Linked DNA regions of Mus musculus: region 2 is linked to region 1. A link is a contact called in public Hi-C data. All regions are on one chromosome and are shown on one strand. The core of a region is the stretch at or near the end of the contact, and the rest is flanking DNA. Distances in the headings are between cores, read along the strand shown. Region 1 overlaps Dscam (DS cell adhesion molecule). Region 2 overlaps Dscam (DS cell adhesion molecule).

Evidence for each region. Hi-C and Micro-C count contacts between places; a contact is called where the count stands out from the background.
Region 2: a contact with region 1 is called in a Hi-C map of cortical neurons, with 2.2 times the contacts expected there. The contact joins two enhancer-like sites. A contact is called at or near these places in 6 of 484 Hi-C or Micro-C datasets (bone marrow-derived macrophages, cortical neurons, forebrain neurons and 2 more) and 1 of 115 datasets of contacts at active chromatin or transcription factors (a beta-TC-6 cell line).

Annotation. Positions count from the first base shown.
Region 1 is chr16:97,073,075-97,077,196 of GRCm38.p6, forward strand. All of the region lies in intron 1 of Dscam (DS cell adhesion molecule), which reads right to left. Among named protein-coding and RNA genes, the nearest start is that of Dscam, 96 kb to the right of the region's middle. Within about 2 kb of position 2,262, at least 13 of the 459 cell types and tissues checked have an H3K27ac peak or open chromatin away from gene starts, as enhancers often do. A contact at or near this core is called in cortical neurons, where this site is marked.
Region 2 is chr16:97,142,273-97,146,394 of GRCm38.p6, forward strand. The region is part of intron 1 of Dscam (DS cell adhesion molecule); the gene reads right to left. Among named protein-coding and RNA genes, the nearest start is that of Dscam, 26 kb to the right of the region's middle. Within about 2 kb of position 2,444, at least 14 of the 459 cell types and tissues checked have an H3K27ac peak or open chromatin away from gene starts, as enhancers often do. A contact at or near this core is called in cortical neurons, where this site is marked.

The DNA of each region.
Region 1 (4,122 bases), core at 1,012-3,511:
ACTTCTATGAGAGGCTGGCCTCACTCAAAGTGATGCCAGTGCATTAGGAAACTTCATAAGGCTGCAGAATGAGCACCAGGAAACACACAGTGTGCCTAGACAAACACAAAACCTTATGAGAATCTTAGAGCCTTGCCTACAATGTAGTTTGCAAACAGTCAGAGCTATTCTAGCTGCTGAGTTGGGCAAGACTGAATAGCTGCCCTCTGGGGATGTCTCTTATGTGTCAAGACTATGCTATTCTCCTGGTGTCTCTTACAGAGATCTCGGATTACTCTTTTCTTAAATTGAGATGGAAAATCTGCAGGAACTTTGGTCTGGCATTGTTGTAATGACACAGAGCTGGGATTTGGTTCAAGGTCTTCATTTAAGTACATCTTCAATTCTGTGTTTAACCTTAGGCTGTTTGAGAAGAGAGAGAGAGAGAGAGAGAGAGAGAGAGAGAGAGAGAGAGAGAGAGAGAGAACATGCTCAAGGGCCGGCTTAGGAAGGAGGGCAGAGACCACATGCATTTGCATCCTTGCTAAAATCCCCTCCTGACACTATGTTTGGTTATTCTACCAGACATGTCTAACTGCAGGCTCGTGGGCCCCATGCAGCTGAGGTTAGCCACAAATGTAGTTCATGGCAAGATCGTGAACATTCTTAAAATGTTATGAGATTTCTTGGCAATTTGTTTGTAACTAAAGAGCCCACCATGAGCTTTATAGATGATGTCTAACACCAACCGGCTGTCACAGAGACAGAAGAAGCCTGAATACATGCCCAACAGTGCTACAGAATAATTACATAACAGCTAAAGGGTCCAGCAAGTTTGAGGGAAGCCTGTGCTAGACTACAAGTGACATCTTATCTCAAAACAAAACCCAAAAAGAAAATCTGAGATGGCTCATCTGTCTAGTGCTCACCACTTAAGCACCAGTACCTGAGTTCTAACCAATCCCTGCACCCACTCAATGTTGAGTATTCCTTGTTGCGTAACATTGATCTCTGGCTTCCACAGGCAAACACATACACACACACACACACACACACACACACACACACACACAGGCTGCTACTTTCCTTTTTAATCCACTATGTTTACACAAACTAAGGCTCTATAGTATGTTCTTCCACTAGAGCAAATAAAATAAAATAAAATAACATAAAATAAAATAAAATAAAATAAAATGAAGCAAAATAAAATAAAGCAAAATAAAATAAAGCAAAATCTACCAAGGAATGTCTTTGACTCCAGCATTTGTCCCTTTTCTTCTTGTTATTATTGTTCTGTAGAATCTACATTATCTACTTCTGAGTAGGTCTCAGTATTAGAATTATGATCAAGGATGAAAGCAACCAAACCAGGAATCATGCTTTTCAGAGTACCTTCTTCCTCCAGGTCTGAATCCAAAGCAAAAGTATCACACATTCAAAGGCACGGTGGCATCAAAGGTAACTTACAGTCACACTGTGTTTCCTTGGAGAGATCGGATCTCAGTTGGAATTCACTGATTTCGACATATCTGCTGAATCACACAAGTTTATCTAAAGAAGGAAGGATCCTACTACCCTGCCGTGAGGTATCGGAATGGATCTCAAACATCCTCCAGGCAACAGGATACTCCATCAACAACCCTAGAATCTGTGAGATGAGGCATGGGCTGTACTAATCAGAGGCACTGCAGCCACCCAAGACATTTCCTCATACTTAAAACCTCCTTGTCATTCATGGAAGAGGCCAGCTGTCCAGCTCCCCACCCCACCACCCCTATCCCTAACCACACAGGGAAAGCTCATAAAGAAGCCTATTATCCCATGGAAATTTTAGTTGATTTGGATTTGACACATTTGAAGGAATGTGACAGAGACACATCTTTTCAGGAAGGTTGGGTTGGCCTGGAATTCTTCAGAACATGTTTAAGGAAAATACGACTTTTAAAACATTCCCTCACTGATAACTTTTGAAAACCAAATTAAGCTGTACTGCCTGGAAGTAACTACTGGCATATTTCAAATTAAATCAACTCAGGATTACCCATTTTCAAGAGAGAGCAAGAAGATATCACCAGGCACAGTATTTGTAGAACTTTAGTGAAAATCTCTCCTTGAGGAGATAGACAAAACTGAGATGCTACCATAAGGAACCCCTGCGACCCTTCAGGGAATGCCCCAGAGCCAGAGTAGGTATGTGGCCCATCTCTCTCTCCATGGCTATTTGCACGTAAGTGAGATCTGCAGTGAGATATTGTTAGAGTGTTGCTAAGGCAACAGGACTGCAGGAGATGATGAAATAGGAACCAGAATCCACACTGCTCCAGAGCCTATGTCACCAATGTCTCATCTGTATACAAGGGGTGCTTAAAGAATCTTATTGAAAATGCCATGCATACAACTAGCTTAGGTGTTGTGTGGTTCCTCTTCACTGACAAGTCGACAAGATTTAGCATCACCATAGAAACACATCTCTGTGTATGAGGGTATTTTCTGAAAGGTTTAAATGAGCAGAGAAGACCCATACTAAATGTGAGCTAGTCCTTTCCCATGGGCTGGGCTTTGGCCTGAATCAAAAGGAGAAAGCGATCTGAGCACTAATTCATTTCTCTCTGCTGCATGACTACAGATGACCTCACACTCCTGCTACCATGATAGACACACTGCACCACGTGATTTAGAATAGACCTTCCTACCTTAAGCTGCTTTTCGTCAGATATTACATCACATCAACTGGAAAGTAACTGAAAAATACCAGTAGGATTGGTGCTGTTCAATATAAATGCCATCACAACCAGTCTTTAGAAAATTAACCTATGACCCCCCCAGGCCATGAACACAGGATTATTTGCATGGCAGTATATAAAGACTGATTCTATTCAGTTAAAAATGTCAAAATAACAACTAGTTTGACACCTTTGTTTAACATAGAAGGCCAGAAATTTGGAGAATGCCAAAGGCCACATAAAAACACCTCAGTGAGTAGAAAAAATGGTGACTGTTGTTATCTTGAATGTTCTGAAGAAGTTCTCCATGGGAACTGTGAACTACCCCACTGCACTTCTGAAGAGACATGGGACTAGACTGGCTCTTGATTTGTTTTATTTGGCATTCGGCCACCTAAACTACCAGTACAATATTAACAGGAGGTGGTGCTGACTAAATTCTGTAGTACATACTCCTCAGTGTTTTGTGTGAACTCATCTGGTTCATGAAGCAGGAGCATTTCATTTCTTATGGCAGAAGGGAAAGCAGATGCCAGAGAGGGGCACAATATACCTCATGGGAATAGAGAGTGTATGAACTTGCTCGATCACTCTGACAAAACACCACAGAATCTCACGGTTTCAACCACAGAGATGTATTTTCCTTTACTTTTGGCACAGTTTCAAGACCAAAGTATTGCAGTGTGTGTCTGTATGTGTGTGTTTGTGTGTGTGTCTCTGCGTGTGTGTCTGTGTGTATGTCTACATCCTGATCTCCATTCTCATAATTACATAGCAATGTTCAATTAAGACATACCTTAATAATCTCTTTTGATTTGATCACCCCTTTTAAGGTGATCCTCAATATATGCACACTCTAAGGCACCTGAGTTTATGGTTTCAACTTAATGAAATTTGGAGGGAGAAATTTATTCTTTTAACAGAAAGAAACAAAGTCAGTCAAGAACTATTCTGAGATGATGGTAGTGAAATTATGGAGACAGTATGGTGACTCCTCTGTTTGGAAAGACTGAGTGTTTTCACATGGCCCTTTGGACCTTAAGATGTCCATGTGAGGCAGATGTTGCCTTCATGTATGATAGGATGCTCTGCCAATTAGGTCTCCCAGCACTGAAGGCTTTGCAAGGATGTTTCCAATGAACAGGCAAAGTCAAGGGCCTTAGAGCTTGATTCAGCAATGTCTAGGTTCTCATGCTTTCCTAGTAAGATGCAGAGAATAATGAAGATGAGATGCACCCTCAGCTTTAAAATAGACATCATTTCTACGAACTCATCTCCTCAGAGACTCTTCTTCTAGGGGGATGTGAACAAGGGTCCCGCAATTAATTACATGTTAGCTCTCATTCCCAAAATAGCTCATGCAATTATTGAGACAATTTCAAGTGAACATGCTTCGCAAAATAAGTTACTTTTGCCTCTA
Region 2 (4,122 bases), core at 1,194-3,693, 69 kb after region 1:
GCTGGGGATCCAGGATGGGAAGAGACTGAAGATGTGCACAAGGTATTTTGGGGTGACTCTAGGTGTAGATCTTACTGACAGATTTGCAGCAGTGTAAACTATGTGAGAATTGGTAAATTACACACATGCACATGCACACACTCATAGCATAAATAATGAATTGGTGAATTGTTTGCCTTACACAAGTGAGTCAAAGTCTGTAAAAAGCATACCTCAATGGAGATTATAAAAATTATAAAAATAAAACTAAACAATGAATAAATGTCTAGTAAAGTGAGCCCTATGATTGCCCAGAACCAACCTTTCCTGGTTCATACTGTAGGCTTTTGGTGTGTCACCTGTGTCCCCTCCTAGACTCTGTCAACTGCCCCAGCCTCTTTTTTGTTATAGTCAGAAAAATCTTTACCTATAGTGATTATTCAATAATTATTTATTTAGTTGAATTCTAATGGTGAGGAAAATGGACGTTATATCCAGGTCATCAAATAATCCTTGCAAGGGACTCATGAACAAAGCATTTTGGCAAAGAGCAGGAGTGCAGACCAGAGAGTAATAGATCATTTAGATAAGGTCCTATCAAGTCAATCTTTGAGGGAAAATCCCATCAACATGATATGTAGAATTTGTGGCTGACTTTGGGCCAAAGGATTGTCATTGCAGAAGAACAGAGGTAGGGCACTCTGTAATGGCAGAAGCAGAGGGTTCTACATTTCTGACAGCCTGCGTGGGTACTCTTGTGTCAGAGAAGACCGAAAAAGACATTTGCATTTTAGCCTATACCCCGTTTGGCCATCATTAGCCAACACAACTTCCATGCTGAGAAAACATGCCCTTGGCACATCAGGAGCTCCCAAGAACCTCGTATGTTCTACCATAGAATGGGCAGTGTATTCATCTTCAGGGAGAAAAGTCACTCAGGGAACCTGGGAACCTAAGATGCTGTTTTACTAGAGCTTCACTGGGAAGGAAAAGGGCGTGGCATGTCCCAACAAATGAACTCATAGAGCATGAACATATTGGATAGTTTGGTGAGCCAGAATACTGGAACGTTGGGTAGAACACTGGGAACTTCCACAGCAGGCAGATCTGAATTTAGATCCTGGTCCTATTGGTAATCAGTTGTCCCTAACCTCATCTCCCTGGAAAGTCCCTCTCCCTCTCCTGGAGCACCTGTGATTGGGTCTGCTTTCCAAGGAGGATATTGAAAAGGTAATAATAAAAGTGACCAGCACCTGTTAGTTCCCTTTTCTTGGGCATTTCCACAGGTGTTATGACCACTGTACTTCTTTATAATTGTGTCATGAAGTAGAGATCATAGGGACTTAGGTCTTTAACATCATCCCAATGTTGATGATGTGAGGTCACCTCTATGACCCTGAGTAATCCTTTGACTATTTATGATGCAGGACAGGTTTCTGTGACAACTAGAGTTAGGAATTAGAAATTCTAACCCAGGGTCTATCATATAGAAAGAGTTCAGTAGATCAGAACCACTCAAGTTCCATTACCTCAGCAAGGCAGCATGGCTGAGGTCTCCTGAGACCCGAATAGTGTTGTCCTGTAGCTCTCTCCAGTCTGTCATGGAAACAATGTCAGAAGACACAGAAGAAGAAGTTGGATTTAAGAGAAGGATCTGAGTCTAATATGACTTTTGAAAATAATGGAAACTACGGTGCTGCTGGAAGCCACTGTGGTGTGAAGCTTGGACAGAGATTTGAAGGAAGGTCAGTGATCCATCCTGAATTGTTCTGAATTTTGTAATGAAGAACTGGAGACTTCGAGGGCTGGAAGTCTGTCCCTAAGTACAAAAGGGGTGAGGGGCACTGATCATCTCCATGACAGAGGAGAAGGGGGTGCTATTCACACCCACTTCTGAGGCCATAGCAGCTTCTCAGGAAGCAGAGTCCTCACCCGCCATTACTACTGAAGTCACACTGCAAGGTGTCTCTAGAACAAACTTGCTTTCTTTCTCATTTCAAGAACGCTGGTGTGTGTGCGTCAAATGTGCAACCAATATTACTGAGCATTCGGACATTGCTTTTCCAAGGATATAACCAGACTCCACAGAGGAGAAGAATATTCAAAACAGAACTCTACAGGCAGCTTCCAGCCCTGCTCCGTTGTGACTTTTTATCTGATGCAAGTGATATTTGGAGCCTTTTAAAAGACACTCTCTTCATCTCCTCAGTGGGTTAAAGATTGAAATCTGGGACAGCCAAATAATGGGTTATCCTTACTTAAAGACACAGAGTAAATTAGGTCTTAAAAAGAAAAAAAAAAAAACTGGTACCAACAATTAGGAATGCATACTTCCTGTTTCTAAGCAATTTCAGGTTTAATTAGGATTCTCTAAGCCCCATTTGTCTTAACAATTTGACAGCTCTGGCTTCCCCTTCTACACCCACTCTTCTCCTTATTCATACTCTTTCCCCATTTGTAGTATTTTATTCCACACAAACGCCAGGAGGGAAAGGGAAGCCAGAAGCCAGCATGAGTGCAGATTGCAACGCTCTTTTCTTCCCTGGAACGCGCCACTTTCAAAGCACCTATGATAAAAGGTTATTTCCCCCTGACTGACAATGATCTCTAAGCTAATTATTAAAGTGTCTTACTAAAATGTGTGTGTTTGGGAAGCTTCCAAGGGAGGCTGCCTCGAAACTCCTTGGAGGAAGAATATGACATCACAGGGGTAATGCGCAGGAGAGCACCCGTTTGTCCGTTTAAATTAGCTTCATCATCCATAACAAGAGTTTAAAAGGCAGAAGAGCAAGAACCATGCATAATGCACTGTGCGTAATGCATAACGCACTGTGTCACGGTGCATAATAATCAGCCCAGCTCGCTCCTGCCACCCAGCCTCCCAAGACTTCTAAATCTCTTCCAGTAAGCATTTTGTGAGAAAGGCTTTGATAAAAAATGCCATTTAGGGACTTTCAAATTTACAGCCAGGCAATTTGTCATCATTTAGAGGAGCAAGAAGAAGGAAAACGGAATATCACACTCTCATTTCCCAAACCTCCCAGTAGTAAGAGCTGCTGGCTTCACTGTGGAAGAGTGCTTGCCTTCCTTAAGGGACTGAATGCAGGTGAGCCTGCCCTGCCTGCTGGGTGAGTATTCTTTTACAAATAGGACAAAGTCTTTAGTCACATACGTTTATATAAATTCAACTTGTTGGCCATTGCTAACCAGTGTGTGTGTGTGTGTGTGTGTGTGTGTGTGTGTGTGTGTGTGTATTTAAAACTAACCACTTGGGATTGGCTAACCTATCTGGGAGCTTGTGCCAGGAGAAGGCAGATTCTTCCCTTCTCAGTAGTCATTGGTTGCCTGTAGTTCTTGATCTAAGGGTAGTGTCTTATGAGATTTCCCCTATCTATGTTGTGATGTCACCTGGCATCACTGTGAAGAAACTTGAGAAAGAATGGGAAGCATGCAGGAAAAGTTGGAGCAGGGAGAGGGTGGAATGGAAATAAACGATGTAAATACATTATTCGTGTGTGACATTCTCAAAAAGAACAACAAAATAAATGTTTAAAGTCACTTAAGACATTTATCTAACTAACGTTTAAGGCTCCTCACAACTTCTTAGAATAGGCAGTTAGCCAAAGGCTTAGACATAAGTCATTGGCTAGTCTTCTGTCTCCAACTCTCACCAGAGGCTGGAGGGAAGACAAAGACTATTGACAATATCTCTCATGAAAAAAATAATATTTAGAATATGGAATAAAATGTAAGATAGTACTAACTGTCCATAAAGTACCAGTGAACTCAGAATGAAACAAGAGGTTCTTTGGAATGAGGTTTAGTTCATTTTAAATTGAGCATATCTTCATTTTATAAGAAAGAGATTTTCATAGGTTGAATAAGATTTAGTAAATCATTATCCATAGAGTTACAAAGAGAGCTGAAGACTCCAAGCCTGATAAGACATGCCTGGAGCAGACGTCCAACCATCTGGGGCTTGAATGGAGAAAGACCATGGCCCCAGGTTAATTGTACAAGAAAAGTCTAACAGATAACAGAAAGCTGAGTATTAGGAGCCTGGTTAGAAAGGGTTAACATGAGTGATTTAATTATTGAATGATTAATGAAGTCTAAAAGGCAAATTCAAGTGACCAGAAAAAT